3 separate regions of the Mus musculus genome follow, and all the other regions are linked to region 1. A link is a contact called in public promoter capture Hi-C data. All regions are on one chromosome and are shown on one strand. The core of a region is the stretch at or near the end of the contact, and the rest is flanking DNA. Distances in the headings are between cores, read along the strand shown.

Region 1 (4,855 bases), core at 130-2,629:
AGAGGCAGGTAGTCTTGGAGTTGGAGGCTATCTAGAAAAAAAAATCTATGGAAAGAATTGATTGAGGAATAGTGAGAAGTTCCTTGTAGTTAGAGCAAGGGACAGGATTGGGCTCTGAAGAGTGTGGGGTGGGAGGAAGAAAGCTGGCACCGGACTGGAGAAAACGTGAATATGGAGAAGTGAAAAGGAGTGGGCCCTGATCTGTCACTCAGAACAAATCTCTTGTTGGTTTTGACTGATTTCCTTCTAGGTTTGGGGGCATTTTTTTTAGCCTCTTATAAATTAACAAAACCAATATCTGCACAAAAATAATTTATCTTAAAACACTGAAAAGCAAAGAATAAGTTGAAATAGCCAAGTAATAGTAGCCCATGCCTTTAATCTCAGCCACCAAGACACAGAGACAGGTGAATCTTTGTGAGTTTGAGGCCTGGCTGGTTGACAGAGCAAGTTCCTTGAAAACCGGAGCTACACAGAGACTCTGTCTCGAAGGAAGGAAGGACGGACGGACGGACAGACAGAAAGAGGAAAATGTCCCATTGCCTATCACTTGGAAAGTATACAGTATTATCACTCAGTTTAGGTTTTTTGCTGATTTCATTGGTCCAGCAAAAGAGATTTAGCTGTTTCTGTAGATATCAGGAAGCCAGAAAGTGTTTTTAGACAAGGAAGTCATTGGAGATATGTTACAAGGAAGATATTGTAGAAATATGGAGGCTGAGGGAGAGTGGAGCCCAAGACCGATGTCTGTGGAGAGCAGTCCATCACCATTCCTTTTGCTTCTTCGAGGTTTGGACAAGGAGACCTGTCTGATCCCAGCTGTGCAGGAGCCAACGTTCCCCCAGAGCTACAACCTTGTGACGGAGAACCTGGCCCTGACAGAGTATACCTTGTACTTGGGATTTCACAGGTAACTCCTTTGATGTCTTGGAAAAGAATGGTCCCGTTAGTTGTGTTGACAGCTTGAAGGTGGGCAGTGAGTCTGAAGAGCCCTGTTAGGATGGCACAGGGAAGTCACATGCACTGGTTTAAATTTACCTGAGTCCACTTTGTACGGATTACTTACAGGGTTTTTTTTTTTTAAATCTCTCTTTAAAATTAACATTGTACTAATATTTTCTCCACATTTTGCCAACTTTTCAATCCCTGCCTTTTTGTTATTATCTAGGAAAATCTAATTACTGTCATTTTACATTTCACTCTTTACCATTGAGTTATTACTTCTGATGTCCAAAGAAAGACAAGAGACAAACTTTCATAAGTTGAGAGACTGGTGTAAGGGACTCCAGATAGACAATCCGAGCACATAAGAGCTGCGGACCTGAGAGGACTGCTTCTAAAGACAGGAAGGCTGAGAGCTTGTGTAGACGTTCCGGAAGCATCCATTTCTAGCAAACCAGCCATATGCCACTCCACAGTTTTTCCCTTTGTTGAGCAGAGAATGGTTTCCAGGATAAGGAGGAGAAATAACAACTCCTACATCTCATCTGTAGAAAGAGTATTATGAATACTGGGGTTTTTTTTTAATTGGTGGGAACAGGGCACCCATGCTCAGGTGTGATTTAGAAGCCAGAGATTGGGGTCAGGTGGCTTTCTCAGATGCTCCCCCACCGTATCTTTTGAGAGAGGATCTTTCACTGAACCTTGAGCTCACTGATTGAGCAAGACTCCAGGATCCTCCTGTTTCTGTGTCCCGGCATTAGGACCGCAGGGCACACCAGCACACTCGTGTTTACATGGGTGCTGGGGATCTAAACACAGGTCCCCTTGCTCGCATATGCAAGCAGTTTATCAGTTGAGCCATCGCCCCAGACCCAGGAATACTGATAGTTTTTTGTTTATTTGTTTGTTTGTTCTTTCGTTCAAGACAGGGTTTCTCTGTGTAGCTTTGGCTATCCTGGAACGCACTCTGTAGACCAGACTGCCTCTACCTCTTGAGTGCTGAGATTAACAGTGTAACAGTGTGTATCACATGCCTGGCCTGGAATACTGATTTTTTTAATGCATTCTCAGGATACTTAAATTAATGTAAGGTTTTGGGGTTTTTTGTTTTGTTTTTTCAACTCCTCCAGCAGAAAATTCATGGGGGAGGGGGATGAAAATGTCTTTATTAGACAGTGTTTCTGCCCTGTTGTTGACATTTTAAATGTCACAGAAGTTCAACATGTGCTTGATCTGCTCAACAATCTAAATTCAGATCTAGAAATGCCTGGCATCTAGTTTCCTACTGTCACCCTAGTAGCTGTCTGCAAGATCCAAGGAAGTGATTTAGGATTGTACATGTAGAACCAGTTGTCAGTAGCTTTTAGTTCTAGGTCTTCTTTTCAATATTAGAGTGAAATTTTGTGAAGAATAATTATCTTATTCTTCAGAAGGCTGGGCGATGCTCTTAGGTTGTGTGCCTGAATATGGCTGCTCTAGGTGTGGTTGTTAGAATCAAGTCTTTTTCACCTACATAGTTTTCTCACTGTGCAAAGATTATCCTCTGACCTCACCAATGTACTCTAAAGCTTGTACTGGGCTGCTCATACTCTGCATCATTAAAATGTCTGTTTTCCATAATAACCACACACTCTGCACCCTGCTCCTGTGAGAGGCCACTCACTCTGCATAATTAGCTTCAGATTTGTTGTGCATATGGTAACATTTTCTGAGAACAGTGCACCTTGCGTCTGACCAGCTGGTAACTTTTGTGAGTACCTTCTGTGTCATTGACCCTGCAACTTTCTACAAGTATAGAACACTATAAAAAACAAACAAGGATTTGCTTTTCAGTGTGGTCTATACTACACTGCCCCCACATGGGCCTCCCTGACCTAGTCTCTTCTGCTTTCTTGGGGGCAGGTTGCATGATCAGATGGTAAAAATCAACCAAAATCTGCATCGGCTGCAGGTTGCCTGGCGGGATGCTCAGCAGAGTTCTAGCCCTGCTGCTGACAATCTCCGTGAGCAGTTCGAACGCCTGATGACCATCTATCTCTCTACCAAGACTGCTATGACTGAACCCCAGATGCTGCAAAACTGTCTGAATTTGCAGGTGTCCATGGCTGTTCTGCTGGTTCAACTGGCCATAGGCAATGAGGGCTCCCAGCCAATAGAACTAAGTTTCCCTTTGCCAGATGGCTACAGCTCTTTGGCTTATGTGCCAGGTAAGCAGCCTGTCCCTTGGAAACAACCTATTAATAGCCACCTAAGTTTAACTGGGTCACCTTGGAAGCTTAATCCTCAAAATAGCCTTCCTTAGTTATCATTTCATTGTTTTTAGAGAAGCTACTCAAACTTACAAGAATCTCCTGGCCAAATCATGGGGCCCCAGTAGTTGCTTCTCCAGCTTTGTGTCCCTGATAGTGGGACTGTCAGAAAACAGCCTGCCAGAGATGAACTGCAGTCAGGGTTTTCACAGCTCTTAGTGTCTGTCGTTAATATTGTTTGACTTTCAAAGATTCAACTGCCTGTCTAACCCTCCCTGAGGGTTTTTGGGGTTTTTTGTTTTGTTTTGTTTTTTTAGGAAAAAAAAAATCCCCTCTTACTAACTCAGAAGGGAAATTGTGTGTATGTATGTCAGTAAGGGGTCAGTAAATGTTGTTCACTAATCAGATTAAATGTTCTTGAACACTGTGCTGGTCTCATATTGCTATGTAACAAGTTACTCCCCAAACATAGCAGCTTAAAACAGCAAACACTATCTCACACAGTCCTCTGCGTCAGAAATCCTGGAGCACTTGGCCATGTGATTCTATCTCAGAGTGCCAATGAGGTTATGGTCAAGCCGTCAGTCAGAGCCATAGATTCTGAGGACTCAACGAGGGCTGGAGGATCTACTTACAAGCCCAGTTGACTAGTTGTCAACGGGCCTCAGCTGCTTGCCAATAGCCTAACACATCTCTTAGTGTCTGCCACTCATGATGTGGCAGCACAGGTGACCAAAATGAAAACTGCAAACTCTCTCAACTTACCTTGAAAATGATGTCTCTACTGCATACCCCCGGGTGTGTCCCCGTCTCGAGCGATGATGATGTCCTTCGCTGCATACAGCAGGGGACTTCCTAGTCTAGAATGATGCACAAAGAGACTTTGCAAAGATCTCAGTGCCAAAAGGGAAAGCAGTTAGAGGACCAGCCTGGAGGTCCTTATTGCAGTCACCTAGTGTAACTAGCCACACCTAAAGGGTGGCTTAAACTGTGGCCAACCTATGGAGGCATGCAGTGCTAGTGTAAAGAGTCCTGTGTCACTGCTGTCCATGCACTTCCTCAGATAAGAACAGAGCTTGATACGCACGTAAGAGATCCTACTGACTTAACACCATCCCTGGTACATAAAAGAGTTAAACTTTTTTTTAACCTTTGTTAATTTATGTGAAGGAGGTACTGGGATGTTGTTTGAGACCAATGAACAGATGTTTGGCTAATTCCAGTGAATCTTTTTCAGAATTTTTTGCAGATAACTTGGGTGATTTCCTCATTTTCCTCCGGCGCTTTGCTGAGGACATCTTGGAGACGTCAGCAGACTCCCTGGAGCATGTCCTTCATTTTATCACCATTTTCACTGGAAGCATAGAAAGGTGATGTGTGGGACACTTGCCCCAGTCACTGGCTAGAGCCACAAACATTCTGCCTGCTGTGGTGAGGTTTAATAAGCAGAGGACTTTGCTCACAGAATTTGAACCTGCATATAGGGTACCTAATAGGATTCCATTGCTGGTCCCTGGTTAAAATAGTTAACCAGAATACCAGAAGCTGGACCAGTGGCTGACAGATGCTGAACTTTTACTAATTATGTCAACCAAAGCTGGTTCCTGCAGCCGGAGTTGGGTAAGCAGTAAACCTGGGTTTATGTTACTTCTAGCCTGCTGGTT
Region 2 (5,000 bases), core at 1,597-4,096, 700 kb after region 1:
AAATAACGTTACACGTAGGGGAACGTCTCGGCGGAGACACAGAACTAAGAAACTTGGGAGACCTTGAAAATGAGGGAGATAGGAAAGAAGACTCTCTCCCCCATATCTGTTTAGGGGGGACTCTGGCCTTTCCTCCCACTTACTCCCAAAGGTGAAAAAGGTAAGGGCTGTCACTGCATTTTGTTCATGCCAACACCAAGCATGGAACATTAGACACCCTAGGATGTGGTGATCCGTGTTCATACCAGGGATCTATCTTTGGGTCTCTGGACCCTGCCTATGCAGGGAAGGTGAGACTAGGTATGGCAGTTGGAATCACTCTTCATTTCCCTTCCTCCAATTCCCTGACCTCCTCCAGGCCCGTCTCCTGTCCACCTGATCAAACATACCTGCATATATGGCCTTCCCTTCACTTTGGGTTCTTTCCAGTTCAGCTTCTAGCCCTTGTAACCTCTGCTTCAGCCTGTCTTCAGAAGCCTTGGCTCGGCGAGCCTCTTCCCTCTGTAGAGCTGTGAGTATCGCAGAGCCATGCTCAGGCCTGACCGTGGATCTCATAGAATCAATCACCATAGCCTTGAACTCTGCTTCTCTTTGGGAACTTGGCAGTGTCAACCTCTTATGCAGTGTCTCTCCCTGGACCCTCTTGAAACCCACAGAGTTTTCATTCCTACAGAGTCAATAGTCTCTCCGTGTTCTGGCTACTAAAAAACAATGGCTTCCCGAGCTGCAGATTAGCTTCACGGTAGACTACTTACCTATCCTGAATGGGGTTGTGATTGCGTTCTCAGAGTCAGGGGGAAGAACAACTTCTTCATCAATCTTCATTGTCTAGCCCTTCCTCACAATCCTTGCCAACAGAGAATTAGCCCTGGACATAGTCCACACTTCCAGTTCCCCAAGAACCCAGAGATGCCACGTATGCCAAGGCTGCACGGATAGTTCTATGTCAACTTGACACAAGCTAGAATTATCAGAGAGGAGGGAGCCACAACTGAGAAAATGCCTCAGGCTGGAGAGATGGCTCAGCGGTTAAGAGCACTGACTGCTCTTCCAGAGGTTCTGAGTTCAAATCCCAGCAACCACATGGTGACTCACAATCTTCTGTAATGGGATACCCTCTTCTGGAGTGTCTGAAGACAGGGACAGTACACTCATGTACATAAAATAAATAAATCTTTTTTTAAAAAAGATTAGAAGCCGGGCATGGTGGCGCACGCCTTTGATCCCAGCACTTGGGAGGCAGAGGCAGGCGGATTTCTGAGTTCGAGGCCAGCCTGGTCTACAAAGTGAGTTCCAGGACAGCCAGGGCTATACAGAGAAACCCTGTCTCAAAAAACAAACAAACAAACAAGAGAGAGGGAGGGAGGGAGGGAGGGAGGGAGGGAGGGAGGGAGGGAAGGAAGGAAGGAAGGAAGGAAGGAAGGAAGGAAGGAAGGAAGGAAGGAAGGAAGAAAGAAAATGCCTCTATAAGATCTGGCTATAGTTAAGCCTATAGGGCATTTTCTTAATCAGTGAATGATGGGGAGGGCCCAGCCCATTGTGGGTGGTGCTACCCCTTTGCTGGTGGTCCTGGGTTCTATAAAAAAGCAGGCTGAGCAAGCCATGGAGAGCAAGCCAATTAGCAGCACCCCTCCATGACTTCCGTATCAGCTCCTGTCTCCAGGCTCCTAGCTCCTCTCCTGACTTCTTTCAATAATAAACAGTGCTTTGGGTGCGCAAGCCAGATAAACCATCTCCTCCCCACGTTGCTTTGGTTGTGGTGTTTCTTCACAGCAGTGATAACCCTGACTAGGACCTGTCATTGCTGCTGTCTCCTGAGGCTCCACACTCCTTACCCAAGCGGTCCTGAAGCAGCTCCTTCTCGAGCAGCACCAGCCTGTGCTTGGCCTCAGCCTCCACACCTGTCGTGGCAAACCACGGAGTCTTAGGCTACGCTGATCTCGCCCCTGCCCTGTCTTCCTCCCGCACTTTTTGCAGGATGGGGGAAGATCACTGATACCCAATGCCAAAATCTGACAAATTCATAGCCAAGCCTTCACTGCCTTGTACTTGGTGTGTGCTCAAAAGAAGGGTGAAACAGATGACAGAGGCAAAGGACTAGAGGGGGCTCCAGGGGGAGAGAGGCAGTCTCCGGTCCCCAGCCTGGCCGAATCTGAACTCAGGGCTCTGAAGAGGAGGGCAAGAGAGCCTCACTTTAGCCAACTGTGGTGTCAATGCCTAACTAATGCCAGGCATTGTGAGCACCAGGCTGTCCCAGCACTAGGAGGACTAGGAGGATACGTTTGAGGCTTGCCTGGGTTTCTTAGTGACCCTGTGTCAAAAGAACAAAAGACAAAACCAAAACAAACGCCCTCTGTCTTGTTGCCCAGGGAGCTGGATTCCCTCTAAGGACCTTGGTGTGGACATGGACATGCAGGGGCACTGGCCTTCACCCATGGTGACTCACCAGGACTTGAATTCTTTTTCTTCTTCCGTGCCTCAGCTTTTCTCCCCCTTCCTTTGGTTTTAGGTGGCATCCCGCTGTCCTGACGAAGGGAAGACCTATGTAGGTCAGCATACAGACAGGCTTTCCTGACTCTTACACTGAGTTGGTTGGGGGTTTCTGGAGCATCAGAGTGCCAGTCTCCCAGTGCATCTTACACTTCTATAGAAGCTTCATTTCTTGGTCTCTGGGACCCTTAGGGAGGGCTGGGATCACTGAGGGAGAACAATCCTATGTGCAGCAGTCAGCTTCTTAGAGAAACTTCTGGACATCCCTTCTCTCTCCCCAACTTGTGTACTCTCCTCCTTCCTACCTACCTGCAAGACTTTCTGTTGCTTGTGTGGTGTCTCCCTGGGAAATGACATGTCATGGGGACAGTAAAGAGAGACCCAAGTAGATTGAGTCTAGGGAGGAGCCTGGGTCCTGGGAGCCAATCCAAGGTGTAAAACTTCCTCAAGAGGTGGGACCAAGAACTGGGATGTTGGGTTTCTGGATACTGCACGTTGTCCAGGCAACTGGAAAACTCAGGCAGGTGGGTGAGCTAAATCAGCTCATACAAAGGAAAGCTTCTCTTTTTACCTCCATATCCTAGCCCTAAAGAAGAGGCTTAGGAGCCGAATAGCTATTATTCATGTCTACACAGGCACTACCTGTGGTCTGGAGACTCTCCAGGCTAGGAATCTACAAACTTGCAGTCTGGGAGAGCAGTGTTTTGCAAGACATAGGGAAAGCAGGGATAGCGGCCATCACAGCTACTTTATATCTGGAGGTTTCGTGTGAACACAGTGACATTATTTACTTTAAAACAGAAGGTTTGGGGGCTGGAGAGATGGCTCAGTGGTTGAGAGCACTTGGCTGCTCTCCCAGAGGTCCCGAGTTCAATTTCCAGCAACAGCATGGTGGTTCACATCCATCTGTAATGGTATCGGATGCCCTCTTCTGGTGTGTCTGAAGACCACCAGATACATAAAATAAATAAATAAATGTTTTGTTTGTTTTTTGTTTTTTGTTTTTGTTTTTGTTTTTTTTTAAACAACAACCTGAAGGTTTGCCTCAAAAAGGCTACTGTGGTGTGTGAGGGAAACATGTTCTGACACAGGTAGTTGAAAGGATGCTGACCCACAAAGAGGAACACAAATTAGACAAGAGTCTGGAGTTCAGCTACTTAATTTTGCTCAGCTTGTATTTCTTGGTGTATAAGTTTTGTAGCTCCTGAAATCCCCAGACGTCAGTGCAGTGTTTACAGGACTCCTTTTTCCCTCTCCAGTCAATCTTGCCTTCTCCCACTATTTCTTTATGAGGTTTAATCTGCAGGCAGGGGTTTAGCAGCCCCCAGGCTCCCTGCAGCATAAAGTTGCTTAGGGCTCCCTCTAGTGGACTTGCTTGACCGCCTGCACCTCCTAAAGTTTGCAGTTGGTAATTTCTTGGGCAATATTGGGGGAGATCCCCTTTACGGGGTGTTTTTTAGTATCTTATGTATAATTAAAATTTGATTGTTGGCAGAAAGCATGACGGGAAGCCCTCCCTCCATCTGGGAGAGATCCGTCTGGACCTGTGCCATCTCTGGGCACCATAATGTCACCATACATAGAATTTAAACAAGCCTTCCTCCCTGTGGATTATGGAACCTACAGATCCTTTTTAGGCATGTCTGTCCATTCTAGTCCCTGAAAATGTTGGTCAGTTGCATATTATTAGAAGCAAATCTGCCGAAACAGACACAAGATGTGGGACTATGAAATCACTTCCAGAGCAAGCGGAAGGTCAATACCTGTTTTATTTAACTCCGTAGCACTTTAGATACTGTAAGAGAGAGTTTTAATTTTTATTTTTGATTATGTTCTTTATGTGTGGGTTTGTGAGCACAGTGCCGGGGGGCGGGGGAGGCTACAAGAGAGCTTTGGAGTCCCTTGGAGTCGGAGTTACGGGTAGTTGTGAGCAGCCCACCAGTGTGGTGCTGGAAACCAAATTCGAGTCCTCTTCATGAGCAGGACTCACTTTTAACTGCCGAGCCATGTCTCCAGCCCCGGCTCTGGACACTTTATAGAGCAAAGAGTCCTACTTGTCGTTGTGATGCTTACAGCCCCTGTAACGTAGGGCTGGTGACCCCGTACACAGGTCTCAGATATGGAGAAATCTCATTTTTCATCACGTTTTCATTTATTCTTCCTTTAGAATCTCCGGTCCTTTCCCAGGAGCTTCTCAGGGACTTCTTTCCCTGAATCTCTGTCACTCACGTTTGTGCTTGGAAGGACACATTGGGGATGACAGAACACAACCTAGACCTCATGTTTTAGGAGATCGTGTATTTTACAAATGAGTTCAGTCAACTGACTCTCAGGTGCAGGATCAGGATGTGGTTTGAGGTCAAGGTGAAGTGGAGAAAAAAAAAGGTGCCATGTGTCACGTGATGAACTGGTCCCAACGGAACCCAGAAAGGGGTTGGCGTTGTGCTCAGCAATTCAGCCCCTCTTTAGAAAACAAACCAAATAAAAACTGTGAGAAAAAGGCCAACCTT
Region 3 (5,064 bases), core at 1,147-3,646, 990 kb before region 1:
CTCAGTCCTGCCAAGCCCCAGATGGGGGCCTCTCAGTGCCATTGACACTGCCCAAGAATGTCTAGAGGCCACGGAACGGTGCCAAGCACACAGTCCCTTTTGCCTCTTTCACGGGAGCAGGAGTCCCAGTGCCTGTCGTGGAAAGGGAGGAACATGCCAGGTCCCTGTGTGTCCTTGGCCCTGTCTCACCAAAGGACTCAGGGCTGGTTTCTGAGTTTCCGTCCAGTATTTAGCCAAGTTCTGTGTTAGTCACGTAGGCCTAAGAGCCTTGGCGTTTACAGAGTCACCCAGCTCTGGCCCCTGGCCATTCTGGTCCTTGGCGTTTACAGAGTCACCCAGCTCCAGGCCCCTGGCCACTTTGGTACTTGGTTGCCCTTCACTCCACCAGGTCCATTCCAGATGCCAAGAGTGGGCCCCAGGAATGTGTTTCCTTCTCTCCACCATGTTTTTATAGCTCTTGGGCTGGGAGAAGAGGCGGGTCTGGGTCTTTGTTTCTGAGCTTTGTTCTATGTTCCTCCATGCTACGGTTGCAATTGTTTTCTATGAACGAGTACATTCAATAAAGACAACCAGACCTGGGATTTGGGGTCTTACTGATGTGTTGGGAGGTGCAGGAGCCTCCGTGTCCCATTTATTTTGGCCTTCCCGTCTCGTTTCTGTGCGTGGCTACATTGGGAATGACCTTCCTTGATCCCACCAAGCCACCCATTGATTCTGTAAACATGTGACCCTTGCTCCAAGCATTGCTTACAGGAGCAGGATACTGAAAGTGTGTCTGTGCCCTCTCCTGATAACCCCTCCCTTCAGCAGGCACACAGCACCTGACTACCCACCACGTATGTAAACGTCAGTATCCTTTCCAGCCAGCTCTGCAGATGGGTGTCCAGGCTGTGCCATGATGCACCTCAAGTGGGCAGAGCCCTTGCAGGCCAAGGTTTTAAAGGCTGTTCAGGAATGGATGGCAAGCAGGATCTAAGAGGAGGGGGGGTTGTTGTTGTTTGGGGGGGGGGTGGTTTTGGTTTGTTTTTTTTGAGACAGGGTTTCTCTGTGTGGCCCTGGCCCTCCTGGAACCCACTCTGTAGACCAGGCTGGCCTTGAACTCAGAAATCTGCCTGCCTCTGCCTCCCGAGTGCTGGGATTAAAGGCGTGTGCCCATCGAGGAGGGAGATTTTATTTAGATTATAAAAAGGACGGGATTTGGGGAATCCTGTCTAGTGAATTCAGGACGTAATCAGTGGCTGGAAAGCAAGAGCTCTAGAGGAGCTCCAGCTTATTATGACCCTTCCTTCAGATGCCACAAGGAGGTGCTGGAGTTCTATGCACCAATAGCTTAAACCAGCCAGGCTGGCTGTAGTGGATTGAGCGTCTGAGGCTGCACCTCTCTGGCCTGCAGCCAGTTCTGGGTGAGACTGACCCTGCCTGAGGGTTCTCTCCTTCCCTCTCTCTACTCCTTTCTCCCTCTCCCTCTCCCTCTCTCTGTTTCCTGAGGTTTCCAGAATTGGGGATGGGACTCAGAGACACCACTAAAGCCTTACCTTTTAAGAAGTTGCATTCAGTGAGTGTGTGAGACATAGCACAGATAGGGGCAGAGGAGAGCTGGTTCTGTCTCCACTGTGTTTGGTCTTGGGTACTGAACTCAGACCATCAGGTGTGATAGCAGTTGTCTTTAACCCTAACCCTGAGCCTGTCTCACCTGTCCCTTCCCAAGACCACTGAAGCTAGGTGCAAGATAAGTGGGGACCCTTTCTGAGGTGGTAGGATCTTTCACGATAAGGACTATTTTGAAGGGAGGGAGGGTGACACTGTCCTAGTCCTCTTACCCTAGTGTCTCCAGCCTTGCCAGGCCTTAAACATCCGCCCATTGTCACCGCTCTAGAAGGGGCCAGGGTTGACTTGCTGCTAAACAAGGCACTCCCTAGAGAAGCACCCGCTAGAAGCATACCATACCTGTGGGCAGGATGACCCATGTTCTGCCATGCACTTGGTAGCCTTGGAAAGGCCACTTTGAACCTCAATTTTCTCAACTGTTAAATGGAGTGGTAACTGCTATCTCATAATAAAGGGGAACGTGAAAGGAAGGCGTTTGCATAGTGCCTGGTTGTGCAGCCAGGCTGCAGTCAAGACTAGTTCCCACCAACTCGATTTTAAAGCCTTGCAAGAAGGTGGCTTGTTTGTCCCTTGCAGGTTCCTTTGTCGGGCCAAACTCTAGAATGCCTCCCCCTTTCTTTCTCATTGAAGAGCAGACCCAAGTCCGGGTAACAAGGAAGGGTTTCAGGGTCCTGCCCATAAAAGGTTTTTCCCGGCCGCCCTCAGCACCGCCCCGCCCCGACCCCCGCAGCATCTCCAAAGCATGCAGAGAATGTCTCCGGCTGCCCCCGACAGACTGCTCCAACTTGGTGTCTTTCCCCAAATATGGAGCCTGTGTGGAGTGAGTGGGGCGGCCCGGGGTGGTGAGCCAAGCAGACTTCCATGGGCAGGGAGGGGCGCCAGCGGGCGGCAGAGGGGTGACATCACTGCCTAGGCGGCCTTTAAACCCCTCACCCAGCCGGCGCCCCGGCCCGTCTGCCCCAGCCCAGACACCGAAGCTACTCTCCTTCCAGTCCACAAACGACCAAGCCTTGTAAGTGCAAGTCATGGGAGCAGAAGGGCTGTGGGCTCAATTAGATCCCCTAGTCTCTTCTAGTTTGCTGGGTGGAATTGGGTCCCTAGAGACCATTCTCTGTGTTAGACAAAAAGTCTGGGTTAAAATGCCTAGGATGATTTGACTGGGGCAAAAGAATAAATGGGGTGAGAGGGAGGCTCAAATTTCAGTCACTGTCCCACCCATAGGTGTATGGGCTATGTGTTAGGCCCAAAGAGGTGACAAATGAGGCCAAGGGAACAACTCCATCTTTGGATCTCCAAGAAGGTGAGGGGCTAAGTTCTGGAAAGCAGTGACCCACTGATGGTCCCCAGGGCTAATGCAACTCGGGGGAGCCAGGAGGTAGCCCCCTCAGGCAGTGGAGGACTAAAGATCTTATTTTTTGTAGCGCTAGGGATCAAACCCCAGGGCGCTATGTGTGGCAGGCATGTGCTCCATCTACCACAGAAGTTTAATGCTTCAGACTAGCCTGGGATAGGGCCTGCTTTTTCTTTCCTTTTCTCTCTCTCTCTCTCTCTCTCTCTCTCTCTCTCTCTCTCTCTCTCTCTCTTTCTTTCCTTTTCTCTCTTTCACTCTCTCTTTCTAATTTTCTTTTTCTTTTTTTCTTTCTTTTCTTTAGACAGGGTTTCTCTGTGTAGCCCTGGCTGTTCTGGAACTCACTCTTTAGACCAGGCTGGCCTCGAACTCAGAAATCTACCTGCCTCTGCCTCCCAAGTGCTGGGATTAAAGGCGTGTGCCACCACTGCCCAGCTAAGGTTTGCTTTTTCATGGCAGCTTGGTCCAGTTTGAAAGTAGGAGGTCAGTCCACTGTAGGCAGATAGGTGACAGGTGGCAGATAGGTGACAGATAGGTGACAGGTGGAGGAGCTTTGGAACTGGGACTGGACAGCCCTGGGACCCCTGTTCCTCCCAAAGGGTCTTGGTGGTTCCCCTTGGGGCTCTCTAAAGGATGTCAGTGGGCTGTTGCCACATCTATATAAGAGGACTAGTCTTCTGGAATTTAGGTGTGATCTCTCAGGGATGCAGAAATGCTCACCCTTACTGTCATTTTATGGGCTGAGGTACCACAGGCAGATATACCCTGGTTCTGCTTGTTGTCCAGGGTCTCTGCTACATGGAGGCCCCTTTCCACAGCCTAACCTCTCTACCTGCTGACAGGAGGGCTGGATGGCCACAGGCATCCAAGCTGCGCATCATGCAGGTGTTTTGCGTTGGAGCTTTTGTCTAGAAATACCCTGGTGGGCTGCCAAACCACCACCCATATCCCTCTCTCCTCTCTGCTGCCTCTAAGATGACAGCTTGATTTTTCTTATAGTGATTTTTTTTTTTGGTTTTGTTTTTTTGTTTGTTTTAAGTTAGCATACAAAGTAATACATTTCATCATGGCATTTGGACATACATATATATTTTATTTGCTCTCCTGGCCTCTTCTCAAAGAGACTTCTCTGGACTTTCTTGTATTTTTGGTTGTGAGCCTAGCCTTTAACGGCTGAGCCATCTCTCCAGCCCTTCTTTGGACTTTCTACTTCATACTTCCCACCAGTCTGGGAAGAAGGGCACATGGAATCTTGAGAGCATGACCTGACCCAGACCTGACAGATGTCAAGGCTGCAGTGTATGCTCTTGTTGCTACGGCTTGTTCTTAGTCCTGCAGTTCAGAACTTTCTGGAGACTGAGAAGTGCATGTGAGGACACTCTCCTCCCATCTTTTCCTCTAGTGGCTAGTGATGTTTGGTTTTTTGTTTTGAGACAGGGTTTCTCTGTATAGCCCTAGCTATCCTGGAACTCACTTTGTAGATCAGGCTGGCCTCCAACTCAGAAATCTGCCTGCCTCTGCCTCCCGAGTGCTGGGACTAAAGGCGTGCGCCACCACTGTCCAGTCAGGAGTAGAAGGAAACTGTAAGGTGCTTGAGACAGGCTGAGTAGAGGCTAGGAGGAAGGGGCTCCGCAGTCACCGGCTCCATGACTCTGTGACTTTTGTGGTTCCTTGTCGCAGCGGTTCCTGGTGGTGGTGGTGGTCGGGGGTTGGGGGGAGGGGGCAGGCCACACAGTGGGGTGTGGGAGGGAATAGCTGTTGACAACTTCCCAACAGAAACCAGGCTTTTGAGTCCTCCAGGGTAGCTTGAGAGGGTACTCAGAAAGCCGTGTCCATGTCCCCTTTCCTTCACCTCAGGGAAGTAAGTTGCCTATAGGGTTGTCATTTCAATGAGGTCTTCTGGTTATTCTGTTTTTCTCTCAATGTTGGTGTTGGGCTCAGGGAATGCTTTGGAGAAGGTGGTGGGAACTGGAGAAGGGAAGATCAGTTTACTGTGTAAACTCACTGGTTAAAGTACCCCCTCCCTTCCACCCTGCAATACACACACACACACACACACACACACACACACACACACACACCCCATCTCGAAGAGCTCTATTAAGCTC

The links. Promoter capture Hi-C pulls out the DNA fragments that hold promoters and counts their contacts.
Region 2: a contact with region 1 is called in a promoter capture Hi-C map of hippocampal neurons, with 2.8 times the contacts expected there. The contact joins the promoter of Ccdc153 here to the enhancer-like site in region 1. A contact is called at or near these places in 4 of 39 promoter capture datasets (hippocampal neurons, liver and pre-B cells).
Region 3: a promoter capture Hi-C map of hippocampal neurons shows a contact between it and region 1, with 4 times the contacts expected there. The contact joins the promoter of Tagln here to the enhancer-like site in region 1. A contact is called at or near these places in 3 of 39 promoter capture datasets (hippocampal neurons, liver and pre-B cells), 1 of 484 Hi-C or Micro-C datasets (cortical neurons) and 1 of 9 other capture datasets (adipose tissue).

The regions. Positions count from the first base shown.
Region 1 is chr9:44,940,860-44,945,714 of GRCm38.p6, reverse strand. Ube4a (ubiquitination factor E4A) reads left to right here. Exons shown (of 21, transcript NM_001346698.1): 11 at 790-910; 12 at 2,845-3,149; 13 at 4,429-4,561. Among named protein-coding and RNA genes, the nearest start is that of Ube4a, 22 kb to the left of the region's middle. Within about 2 kb of position 1,379, at least 2 of the 459 cell types and tissues checked have an H3K27ac peak or open chromatin away from gene starts, as enhancers often do. A contact at or near this core is called in hippocampal neurons, where this site is marked.
Region 2 is chr9:44,238,523-44,243,522 of GRCm38.p6, reverse strand. It overlaps Ccdc153 (coiled-coil domain containing 153), which reads right to left and starts at 2,846. Exons shown (of 7, transcript NM_001081369.2): 1 at 2,800-2,846; 2 at 2,447-2,525; 3 at 1,836-1,901; 4 at 390-509. The coding sequence starts at 2,516.
Region 3 is chr9:45,933,390-45,938,453 of GRCm38.p6, reverse strand. Tagln (transgelin) reads left to right here and starts at 2,396. Exons shown (of 5, transcript NM_011526.5): 1 at 2,396-2,620. Sidt2 (SID1 transmembrane family, member 2) reads left to right here. Exons shown (of 26, transcript NM_172257.4): 26 at 1-597.